Regions from separate parts of the Mus musculus genome. Here regions 1 and 3 are each linked to region 2. The links are chromatin contacts, called in public Hi-C and promoter capture Hi-C maps. All regions are on one chromosome and are shown on one strand. The core of a region is the stretch at or near the end of the contact, and the rest is flanking DNA. Distances in the headings are between cores, read along the strand shown. Region 1 holds the start of Npy4r (neuropeptide Y receptor Y4). Region 2 holds the start of Ldb3 (LIM domain binding 3). Region 3 overlaps Shld2 (shieldin complex subunit 2).

Region 1 (3,495 bases), core at 342-2,841, 440 kb before region 2:
GCTCCAGATAGACACAGAAAAGGCTGTGGCAACAAACATCCAAACGTCACTGCTATGAGCAGACTCCCGTGGACAACCTAGGGGATGCCTGGCTTGGAGAGGAGCTGAGCCCACTGAAGTAGGAGGATCAGAGTAGAGTGTTTGGGAGGAATTTTGGAAGACAGGCTGCAGATGCCTTTCCTCAAGAAGACAAGGCCTTACCTTACCCTGAGAGTTCGTGTTTCCTAGGAGACACAGGGTAGAAGATACAATTGGTTTTCATTGGCCATCCTACTAAACTATAAGCTATGCCACAGTCCCACCAGGAAGGCATTAGTGGGCTGAGCCCTATGGCTTGATCAGTAGTTGAGCTGTAAAGATGGCAAATTCGCGTGGTCCCATCTAACGCTAGCTCCAGTTAAACTTTCGTTTTTATTTTATATGTAGGCGTGTTCTGCCTGCATGTATATTTGCATACCACATGCATGTCTGGTGCTGAGATACACCAGAAAGAGAGACTGATATCTCCTGGAACTGGAGTTACAAATGGTTGCAAGCTGCTATGTGGGTGCCAGAAATCAAATCCAGGTCCTTAGGAAGAGCCACCAGTGCCCTTAACCACTGAGCCACCGGTCCAGCGCCATTGGTTCCATCTTAAGGAGGAGAGGTAGTGAGATGAGAGGCCCTGGCCAAGGTTACAGCTGTAGGAAGCAGAACTGGATCCCTGGTCAACCTGGCACCCCTCCTGCCAAACACAGATTTTTGGAAAGAAGAAAGAGAAGTGAGTTAGTGCCAACGCTGATGCACAAGTGGCCAGGAGATGTTAAAGACAGTTAAATATACCCCTCATCCATTGACAAAACCCCACTTACTACTCCTCTATGAAGCCAGGTCCCAGAGGAGCCTCTAAGGATGCTGGGATGTGGTTCAGACACGTGAAAGGGTGTCCCTGAAGCCCTCAATCCTCTGTTGGACAGTTCACTGGCCTGTCCCACAAGACCACTCAGAAAGCCCGACAATGAAATGGCCTGCCTCTTCAGCCCTAGGTCTGGAGAAGTGTTGACTTGACTCTCTCCTCCTGGTGACCACATTCACATTCCAGCGTTGCTGCCATCAAGTCCCCTAGGAACTGACAGGAGGTGATAGCCCTGGGTTGAAGGGGCGTACACCATGCAAAGTCAGTAAAACCCTGTCTGGACTTCATTTTGAACCGTGGACACAAGTGTGCAGCACCAATCCCACCCCCACCGGCACCACTGGCCCCAAAGTTCCTCTGTTCCCTTTCCTAATCAAAGGAAAAACAATGAACACGATGTGTCAATCACCCTAGGATGGACAGCTGCTGGCAGATGATCCTCTCCTAAATCCCCACAACCAGCCGCCAGTTCTGAATGCCTGCCTGCACACACTTTGACACTTCAGATAGACAGCTTACTTCCTCAGATGCACTCACCTGGCGAGGTACCAGACCACCACGTCCCAGGTGAGGAGACTGGAGCACCAAGCCCTGGTCTACTGTCTGTAGATGTGACACCAAGTCCTGGCTAGGAAGCCCTCCGGGCGCCCTGCTGCAGGGGCCTCAGCCAAGCAGCGCCCTCAGCGTCCTGGAAGATGGGTACCTTGACCTCTTGCTGAATCCCGCTGGGGCGAATACTGACTCTGCACTAGATCTGTTCCTCAGCCCCAGCCACACCGCTGGTCCTTGCCTGTGCCGGGAGTCCACACCCGCCCACAAAACTCTAGCACCGCCCACTTTGGGAGCCGCACCCACAGCCAGCCCCCAGGAGGCGAGGTGCTGGCAGCCCTAGAGTCAGACACACAAGTCAGCCTGCCACTTGCAGGCAAACTACACTGCATGTATACGCTCTAGCGCACGCTTCCTCCTCCTCTCTCTCAACCTGTTTCCTCAACCACGGAATGGACTTAAAATGTACTTTCCTACAGTGGGGAGTGGTTGCATTTTAATCCCAGACAGAACCTGGGAGGCAGAAGCTAGAGTCTCTGGGTTCCAAGAACATGGTGAAATCCTCGGGAGAAATCCAGGGATGATGGATAGACACCAGACACCTTTCATAAACTCATTCTACCTATTCAGCCCAACATGAACTGTGAGCCTTTTTGTCTGACTGTACACACAGAGCTGAATGACACAAGATCTGGTTCCGATGTCATATCATCAATTCAGAGCTCTGAGGCCTGGAGAAGCAGAAAAGAGTTAAGCACAGAAAAGGAATGAGTTAAGCTCCAGAGAGCAAGCTGACCTGTGTCCTCTTTAGATGGTGACCCAAAGAGAGGACACAGCAAGGCCTGAGGCAGGGCTGGGGGGGTTATTAGGGCAATGTGGCCAGAGGGAAAGAGGTGGGTGGGCTTCCAGAAAAACAATCAAGACAATCCTGAACAGACAGGCAGGGTTGCAGCAATGGATTCGATGATGGAGCCAGGTTATTGCTTCTAATACACTAAGGCAACCCCTCCCCCAAAGAGGCCGTGTGGTAAACTCATCTGAGCTTAGTGGACCTCCTGGGGTAACAGGATCATCCACACACAGGAACTCTTAGGTGGATCCCAGTGGAAATGGTTCCTAGCACTGTGGCCAGTGGTCCTTCAGAGGTGTACCTAAAACTGCACAGAAATTACCCTATTTATTCATCACAGCTGCTCTGAGAGCTGGGTATCCTCATCCCTGCCTCCCTGGTGAAGCAACAGGACCACAGCTGAGCCTAAAGTCGCTCCGCCCAGAAGCAGCCAGATTTGGGGCATAAACCCTGCTACGCCTTCAGGCTTCTGCTCACTGGCTGTGGTTTGTGCCTCTTACCTCTTCCTTAGGGACCACTCTCATCCCAGGTGGACAGGCTGCAATATGCTGCTTCTCCTTCAGGCCACCTTCCATGGCCCGACTGCATAATGCACTCCCACAAGCCTCCAGCTCTGCGCACAATCGAATGGGATGGCTGGACGATACCCTTGTCTCCTCACTCTGTATCTTCTTGTGTCTGTCACCATCCAGGCCTCCCATAGGTACACAAATGGAGGCAACTCTGACAGAGGAAGAAATTTATTTTACAGGACCTGATTATAATGGTAGCTCCTGGGAGGAGAACATCTGAAATCACTGGCCATTTAGAAGCCACTCAGCTCCAACAGAGAGAACCATGAACACTAGCTCCTGTGCGTATGCAGGAACTCAGACACCATCACGGTCACTGTCACCGTCCCAGGGCACTTATGAAGGGCCTGGCTGCCTGTAGAGCCTTTGGAAGCCAGCTTCCACAAGAACACATGAGAGCCACTACCAGTTTCAAAGGCCTGAGCACCCATGGGCTGGAGACTAACAAAGGAGCTAGCGGGAAGGGAAGCAAGCACCACTCCTGGGCCGGCTGCAGTGCTCACACTTACTCTAACTAGCTGTGCTCATCCAGATTCACTGGTGAGAAAACTGAGCCTTGAAAAGTGGGCTATTAAGCCGGGTATGGTGGCACATGCCTTCAATCCCAGCACTTGAGAGGCACAGGCAGG
Region 2 (3,720 bases), core at 763-3,262:
GTGACTGGTACAGAAGGGACCTCAGCAGCAAACGCCACAAGCCTAGTGTTCACGGGGTCTGTCTTGCCATCAGCACTGGGCCTGGGATGCCCAAGCCTGAGATGCCAAAGCCCACTGTATCTGTGGCCCACTAGATGTAGTTTTTCAGGAGAGAGCAAGACCTGAACACTACGGCTCAGTCCACCCTGCTGCCGGCAATCTGAGGTATGTATCAGATATGAGGTAAACCCCTAGTACCCTGGCTTCTATTTTTAAAAGTCTCCCTAGCATTAGCTTCCAGCACACCCCCTCTTTGAATGAGGACATTCTTCCTGCTGTCTAGCTTAAAGCCTCCCTGCTGCCATTTAAGCCTTGGCCATCCGGGGCCAGGTGGTGCATAGGTCCGGAGTGAGGTCATTGACTTTCCTGGGTGCTACTGATCTCAGTGATGAATTTGTTCCCATAAGACAAAGCAGCAGGCCTTGGAGATGGTGGGCTTTGGGGGCTGTGGGCTCAGCCCTAGGCATAGGAGGTCAGAGGGCACATGAGGACGGTAGGAGAGGCCCTGTCTTATACAGGAGTGGGGCCTGGGCAGAGCCTGGATTGGGGGTAGCCACTGGGCTCACCTATCTATATGTCACCACATCATCAAGCAAGATGGACATGGTTTAGGGTATCCTCCTAATAGGGGGCCCAGTGGTTTTCAGGGCAGTGTGTCTGGAGGGCAGAGACTTCAGGTCTGAGGTAGAGAGGTGAAGGACACTGCCCTTCCACAAAGGCTCCTCAAAGTGCCTAGCTTAAAAGTGATAGGAGGACCAAGACTGCTTCAGAGGGAGCACTGGGCCCTCTGTCCAGGACTTCCCAGGATTCCCCACTACCACTGAGTGCTAGCCCTAGGTCCAAGGGCACTGTCTGCCACTCTATGGAAGAAACTGCAATCCAGTCATACTTGATTCCACCCTCCAACTGTACAGTGACATCCTGGAGTCTAACTCTACATCGTAAGCCCAGATCAGGCCTGCCAGGGGCTCAGCCACCAAGCAGGTTATACTAGTTCCCTGTATGCCTCCCAGGCCCCCTAAGCCATGAGAGCTTTGGTCCCACGTCTACCAGGACTTGTAGGGTGTCCTTACTTAACACATAGTGAGCAGATAGCACCAGGCTGTGGCCTAGGGGCTGGGACTACAGCAGTAATGAAACTTCTCTTCCTTCCAAGTGTGTCTACTTTTTGGCCTCTCTGGGCCTCAGTTTCTCCAAATCACAGGAGCTGTCCCCATCACCCCTGACATTCAGTGTTACTTCCATTGGACAGTGCTGTCTCTCCTGGACTTACATCCGACAAACAGTAGGGCAGCAAGGACAACACGCTGTCCCTCTGTCTACCTGACTGGCACTGCCTTCCTCCTGATAGATATGCTCTTTCCTAAGCAGCTGCCTGCTTCTAGGGAGGGATTCCAAGCTTGGGGACTACCTCAAGCTTACCGTGCTGGGGAAGGCCCTGCACTCTCTACCCACAAGCTTACCCAGTCTGCCAACTCAGCATTTCTTCCTCCACTCAAAATGCCAAGCTATTTGCCCCTGACGTCTTGCTTAGATGGGCAAAGTCCAGGGAACGAGCTGAGGTGAAACAAATTGATCTGTGGCTAAGATAAGGAGACCATTCCAGCCCTGGACTTCAGACCAGGAATCGGGCAAGAGCCCTGGGGAAGACAGACAGACTGACAGACAGATGGTCATGAGTGTACCCTCTTCCAAGAATGCCCCACCCCTTTGAGAATGAGGCTGTGGGCCATGTGCACTTACCCGGGAGATAGTGAGGGGCATGTTGAAGTCCTTGCCTCCCTGCAGACGGAAGCCCCAGGGCCCAGGCCCAGTCAGAGTCACACTGTAAGACATACTGGTGCTGACAGCGGTGGCTTCCTCTGCAGGCAAACAGTACGAAGAGTCAGGTGAGAGGACCCTTATGCAGCCTATCTTCCCAGCCCCTATCTCTGGTCCTGGCCCCAGACCCCAACCCCTGGCCTTGCCTGCTGCGTTCCTTGCTGCCTGGCCAGGCTGTGCAGAGCTCCTGGGAGGCTCCTAAGAATAGCTGGGAGTGAATGCCATCGACACTGATATCTGCCCTTGCTGCGCCCATAAATGGACTGTAACCCTACACTGGGCCCGCCTGCCCATGGCCTCCCAGCCGGTCCACCATGACTCACGCAGCTAATATAGTCCCTGGGGAGGGGTGTCAAGCACCCAGAACACCCATCCCCAAGGGGCAGGCATGGAGGACTGGCCTCCCTTGTACCCTCTGCAGAGTCCACGTTCTGTGGTAGTCAGTGGGTCCACTCTGGATAGGGGTTTTGCTATTCTGTTGTCCCTGGTGGGGACCATGAGTTGGCACCTTATCCCTTGTAGGGCCCCAGTGGGGCCTTGGACTCAGCTTAGCCTCCAATGGGTCAGAAGAATGATTGGCTCCTGGGTCGCTTTTATGGGTCTGGACATAAGAATGCTCATGTAGTGGCAGGGCTTTGAACATGGCCAAGTTCAGAAAAGGACTCTTCACATCAGCTTCCACAGGGTCCTGGCACCTTGGATTGTAAAAGCCAAGTCTCAGAGAAGTTAAATCTATTCTCCAAGGTCACACAGAAAATGGACTCAGGTCCCACAGGATCCTGAGCTCATTCCAATGGGACTCATGTCGGATAATAGGCTCCTAGTGGCTATAACATCTTCCAAAGCCCTGGTCCGAAGAAGGGGGTGCTGCATGACCCCCAAGATAAAGGTCTTAGGCCAGGTCTGGGGTTGTCCCACCCCTCTAGACCCTCTGGGGCCCAGGCAGTTATTCCTGGCTCTCCTGTCTCATTTGTACCCTGGAAAACTTGACAGTAGCATGGAAAGCTACAGCTGCCAGCGTCTCACGCCAGGCTCCGTGCCCTTTGCGCAGGAATGACAGGGGGGTAGGGAGAAGTGCCATGTGTGCCATTTGTTCAGCTGCTAGGACACAGAGATAGAAGGGACAGGAGAGGGGGAAGCATGTGTGGCATGTTCAGCCCATACCCCGGTGACAGTGTGCCCTGGGCGGGGGCCTTGGCCCTTGGGACTTCAACCAGCATGATGTTTGGATTAAGATACCCCTAGAAGCCTGCCCTCCCAAAAGAGAGACTTCAGATCTCATGTGGTCTGGAGATAGATCGAGGTTCACTCAGGCTCCTCAGCTCGAGAAACTGAGTTTCAGGGAAGATGGGGTGGCTTCTTGGTGGCCCTCTCAAAGACATTAACCTGAAGGCTCAGTGCTGGCCTGAGTGTGAGTAATTTCCTAGCTGTCATAACTCCGGTCTCACACCCCAGTCCTGCCATATGTAGGGTGCACGGTAAAAGTGGTGATGTTCCAGGGTCACTTGGTAGTTTGCCCAAGGCCATGAAAATTGCAAGTGGAAGCAGTGGGGGGTGGGGGCTTGGGCTTTTCTTTGTACCATGCAACTCCACCTTCATGGCCAGGAGGCCGGACCTCCCCATCCCTCTCCCATCCCATCCTCTGTACCAGCCCATCCATCCTAACTCTCTCCTTGCTCCCCAGGGCCATCTATCTGTCATTCCCAGCTGGGGAAGATCCAGCCAGGAGGCATAACCAGAAAGAAAGGGCAGACCTGGTCCTGGAACCCCATCGATGTTGTACCTGGAGCCGAAGGCTCTTTCTCTGGCCTCTGGCACTGCCTGGTGGCTTCTGGTTAAGGAAAAGGTGGTAGAGAGATG
Region 3 (3,724 bases), core at 403-2,902, 350 kb before region 2:
AACTTGGGAACCTGATAGGAAAGGGGGTTTTGTCTGTTGGTTTGTTTGCGCGCGTGTGTGTGTGTGTGTGTGTGTGCATGTTTTGTTTTATTTTGTTGTTGCTACTGTTCTAGCTGGTTGGTTGGTTGGTTGGCTAGTTGGCTGGCTGGTTGGGATTTTTTTTTTTGGTTTGGTGCTAGGGATCCAATTCAAGAGCTCATGTGTGTTGGTCAAATGCTGCACCACTGATCTTTACATCTAACTCCAAGATTAGAATATATATATACATATAATCATTGAATTATATAGTTAAAATTCTTTTTTTTTATTTTATTATATGTGAGTACACTGTAGCTGTCTTCAGACACTCCAGAAGAGGGTGTCAGATCTTGTTACGGATGGTTGTGAGCCACCATGTGGTTGCTGGGATTTGAACTCAGAACCTTCGGAAGAGCAGTCGGTGCTCTTAACCACTGAGCCATCTCACCAGCCCTATAGTTAAAATTCTTAAATATTTTATTGTGTGTGTGTATGGAGGACATGTGTGCACATACTATGTGTGAGTTAATATGATGGCACAGGACTTATTGCTCAATAATGTTTTTAAAAGATAGTGTACAATTAACTACAAATTGCAAGGCATGTATCTGAGGCCTGCCTGGGCTACATAGCAAGACCTTGTCCCATCACCCCTAAATATGTTACATAAAATGAATCAATACTTCATTTTGAAGGTCTTTAACTACTAACAAGTCCATTTCATTATGTTTGTTGTATACCATGAACCTTAATTCAATCTTCAGCAATCCACAAAGCAATAGTGAACTTCTGATCAGGCCTGGTGGCGCAGGCCTTTGGTTCATTGAGAGGCTGACACAGGAAGATCAAACTTTAAGGCCAGCTTGAGCTACAAAGTAAGTTCAAGGAGGCCAACCTGGGTAATTTAGTGAGACCTTGTCTCAACACAAAAGGTAAAAACAAGAATTACATAGAGCATTTGCCTAGAATAAGGCCTTACATTCAATCATCTGGATTGAAAACTAAGAAAAAAGGTAAGCTTTACTCCCTTGTTTTTATTTGTTTACTTTACTCATTCTGTTGTAGTTACAAGGTCTTGCTACGTCTCCTGGCTGGCCCCGAGCTTGAGGTCTTACTTTAGCCTCCTGGTACTGGGGCGGCCCACAAGCAGCACCAGGCCCAGCTTCACTCCCTTATCTCTAACAAACGCAGTATCTGCACCACATACAGGTTTCCTGTCCTTGCCTCTCTGCATCGTCTGTATGTGTGCCACAACAAATGAACTGCTGAATGCAGACGGACGTGGAGGTGCGTGAACATCAGGCTGACATAGGACTATTAGTTTGAGACCGGCCTGGGCTGCCTAACAAGACCTCGTCTAAAACAACACAAAAATAAATAGATAAAACAAAAATACTGAATACACATGTGCTTCCTCTTGAGACATTTAAATATTTATAAATAATAGGAAAGGACATAAAACATGAGTCACTTCCAGTCCTTTGTAAAGGACTGCAATTTTATGATTCTAAAAACCAATTATTCAAGACTCTGAACACTGATCTGAAAGCAGCGTGCTCTTCACGGAGTGAGCTGGTTAACACTTTCACCAGAGAACATACACTGACCAGCTTATCATTCACTTCTAAAGTAAAGGTGGAAACGGAAGCACTGAAGGCTAAACAAACATTTCCCAGCCTCCGCAAACAACCCGGGAGAGATCACACAACACTTTAACCTTTACATTGTCGTTATATACCAAGATGGGGAAATGAGTTCTGGATAAACTGTCAGATGTTGGTTACAAGTAAACAGTCCTCAGGATGGTTGTTCAAAGAAATTAAGATCTAGTTAATTCTTTAAAATAGTCTGACTCATTACTGGCAATTCTTGGTTTCATAAATAGTTATTTGTCACTTAGGGAAATTTTATTCTCCTCTTAAGTTCTTGGTTAGTTATATTATAAAGGGTTGGTATCTATGTTCTTAGTCATGTCCTGTTTTATGCAATAGGTAGTTTCTATCAGACCAACGAAATATCATTCTTTACATCTTACCTATAGAATATTTTTTTCCCAACAAATGGCAGGCAGCTCAGACACTGTCTGTAGATCCTGTTCTCATCTGTCTCTAGTTCTGACCCACAGTGTGCACAGCCAGCATACACAATACTGGGAAGAGAGGAGAAGATGCTCTGCAGAGTGCTGCGAGCATTCAAAGCTATCTTCTGAGCTGCTGCAGCAGAAAACACCAGCTCTGAAACCTTGGCTTTAATCAGAACCACTCCTACATTAAAAAAAAGAGAGAGATAATATAATTATTTGATTCAACAATAACTTTAACTGACAAACACAGCTAGCAATATGGTTCATTTACAGTCACACGATAAGCTGCACCAAGGTCTTGCTCTTGGAATTCATCCCTGCCTACAGGATCTCAACTTACTTACAGCTTCCATAAAGAATATAATGGAGGACTTGCCTGCAGCTGAGTGAGTTCTGGGTTCCCATTCAAAAAGGAATTAAGAGCAAGGTGGCGGATGTGGTTTCTTTTGTCATTAACTGTAACCTCAAGCATGTTAACTAACAATGTATTCATCTACTAAACATATATTGAGTATCTACAACATCTACTATGATCTTTGATCCTACCTTACTTTTGCCTTTCTGCATACTAACAAAGCCTACGAATCTATCTGAATATGACTCTCCTCTCCATACTCATTTAAGGTTTCTTTAAGCCTTCAGATTTATTCTTTGCTCTTTTGTTAACCAGCTTTTTGTCACTAAAACAAAGATTTTGGCATAACATAATAAAAGCAGAGCGATATATTTGGGCTCCTGGTTTCAGAGGTGTCAGGGTAGCCATGGTAGAAGGGACAGCACAGCAAGGCAGTTTTCATCACAGCAGCCAGGAGGCAGAGAGGGGGCTGGGGCTAGCTGGAGTTTTCCCTTCCCTTTTCTACCCTCTGGGACCCCAATCTATGCAAAGCTGCCACCACACTCGGAACAGGCCTCCCCCTTAGTTTATTGTCTTTGGAAATACCCCGCAGACTCATGAAGAGTTGCACTTCACTAATTTCCTTTTTAATCCAAACAAGTCAGCAACCAAGAGTAGCCGTCATGGTCCTCTTACAAAGGATAGGCAAGGCTGCATCCTGTTAGCCCGGGTTCTATTTTCTGACCATCTCTTTAGGAGTTCAACAGTGGCGACTCTCCTTGATGTCTTCCATTTGCCTTAGTCTTGACTAGGATGCTTTCATCATTTCTTCTACTCAGGCACACATTTCTACATGGCTTAGTGGGAATGGGTATTTAATAAGTGGTCACATATTTCATAAGCTATAGCAGACACAACACTGCCCTTTTCCACAGATACGTTCAATAACACACAAAATTAATGAGAAGTGCAATTATTTCAGAAGACTGTCCATATAATTCTGTCATTTTAGATATTTGGATACTTCTTTCAAAAGAGGCCATTCTAAAATGGACTTTGGTTTCAGGGGCAATCTAGAATTCTAGGCACTCAAATTATGCTTCTTATAGGAGAGACTGAGCATCTTCAGCTCTTTACAAGAGCCACCCTTCTCCAGCTTTTGTCACCAAGCAGACCCTTTTGGGAACTCTCCCTAGTGTGATAGCCCCTTTCTCTTGCCCTTATTTAACTTAAATAATAATAATAATCATAATAGCAACAGAGTAGGAAGAGTTATTTGTTCCTGCATG

The links. Hi-C and Micro-C count contacts between places; a contact is called where the count stands out from the background. Capture Hi-C pulls out chosen DNA fragments and counts their contacts.
Region 1: a promoter capture Hi-C map of pancreatic islet shows a contact between it and region 2. The contact joins the promoter of Npy4r here to the promoter of Ldb3 in region 2. A contact is called at or near these places in 2 of 39 promoter capture datasets (liver and stem cell-derived epiblast-like cells), 1 of 484 Hi-C or Micro-C datasets (embryonic stem cells) and 3 of 9 other capture datasets (adipose tissue, embryonic stem cells and pancreatic islet).
Region 3: a contact with region 2 is called in a Hi-C map of liver, with 2.4 times the contacts expected there. The contact joins the enhancer-like site here to the promoter of Ldb3 in region 2. A contact is called at or near these places in 10 of 39 promoter capture datasets (the 3T3-L1 cell line, cranial neural crest, embryonic stem cells and 5 more), 3 of 484 Hi-C or Micro-C datasets (embryonic stem cells and liver), 3 of 115 datasets of contacts at active chromatin or transcription factors (embryonic basal ganglia, embryonic hindbrain and embryonic stem cells) and 2 of 9 other capture datasets (embryonic stem cells and liver).

Annotation. Positions count from the first base shown.
Region 1 is chr14:34,150,828-34,154,322 of GRCm38.p6, forward strand. Npy4r (neuropeptide Y receptor Y4) reads right to left here and starts at 1,592. Exons shown (of 2, transcript NM_008919.4): 1 at 1,433-1,592.
Region 2 is chr14:34,586,595-34,590,314 of GRCm38.p6, forward strand. It overlaps Ldb3 (LIM domain binding 3), which reads right to left and starts at 2,013. Exons shown (of 15, transcript NM_001039074.2): 1 at 1,783-2,013. The coding sequence starts at 1,875.
Region 3 is chr14:34,239,234-34,242,957 of GRCm38.p6, forward strand. Shld2 (shieldin complex subunit 2) reads right to left here. Exons shown (of 10, transcript NM_001360074.1): 8 at 2,054-2,282. Among named protein-coding and RNA genes, the nearest start is that of Syt15, 21 kb to the left of the region's middle. Within about 2 kb of position 1,653, at least 9 of the 459 cell types and tissues checked have an H3K27ac peak or open chromatin away from gene starts, as enhancers often do. A contact at or near this core is called in liver, where this site is marked.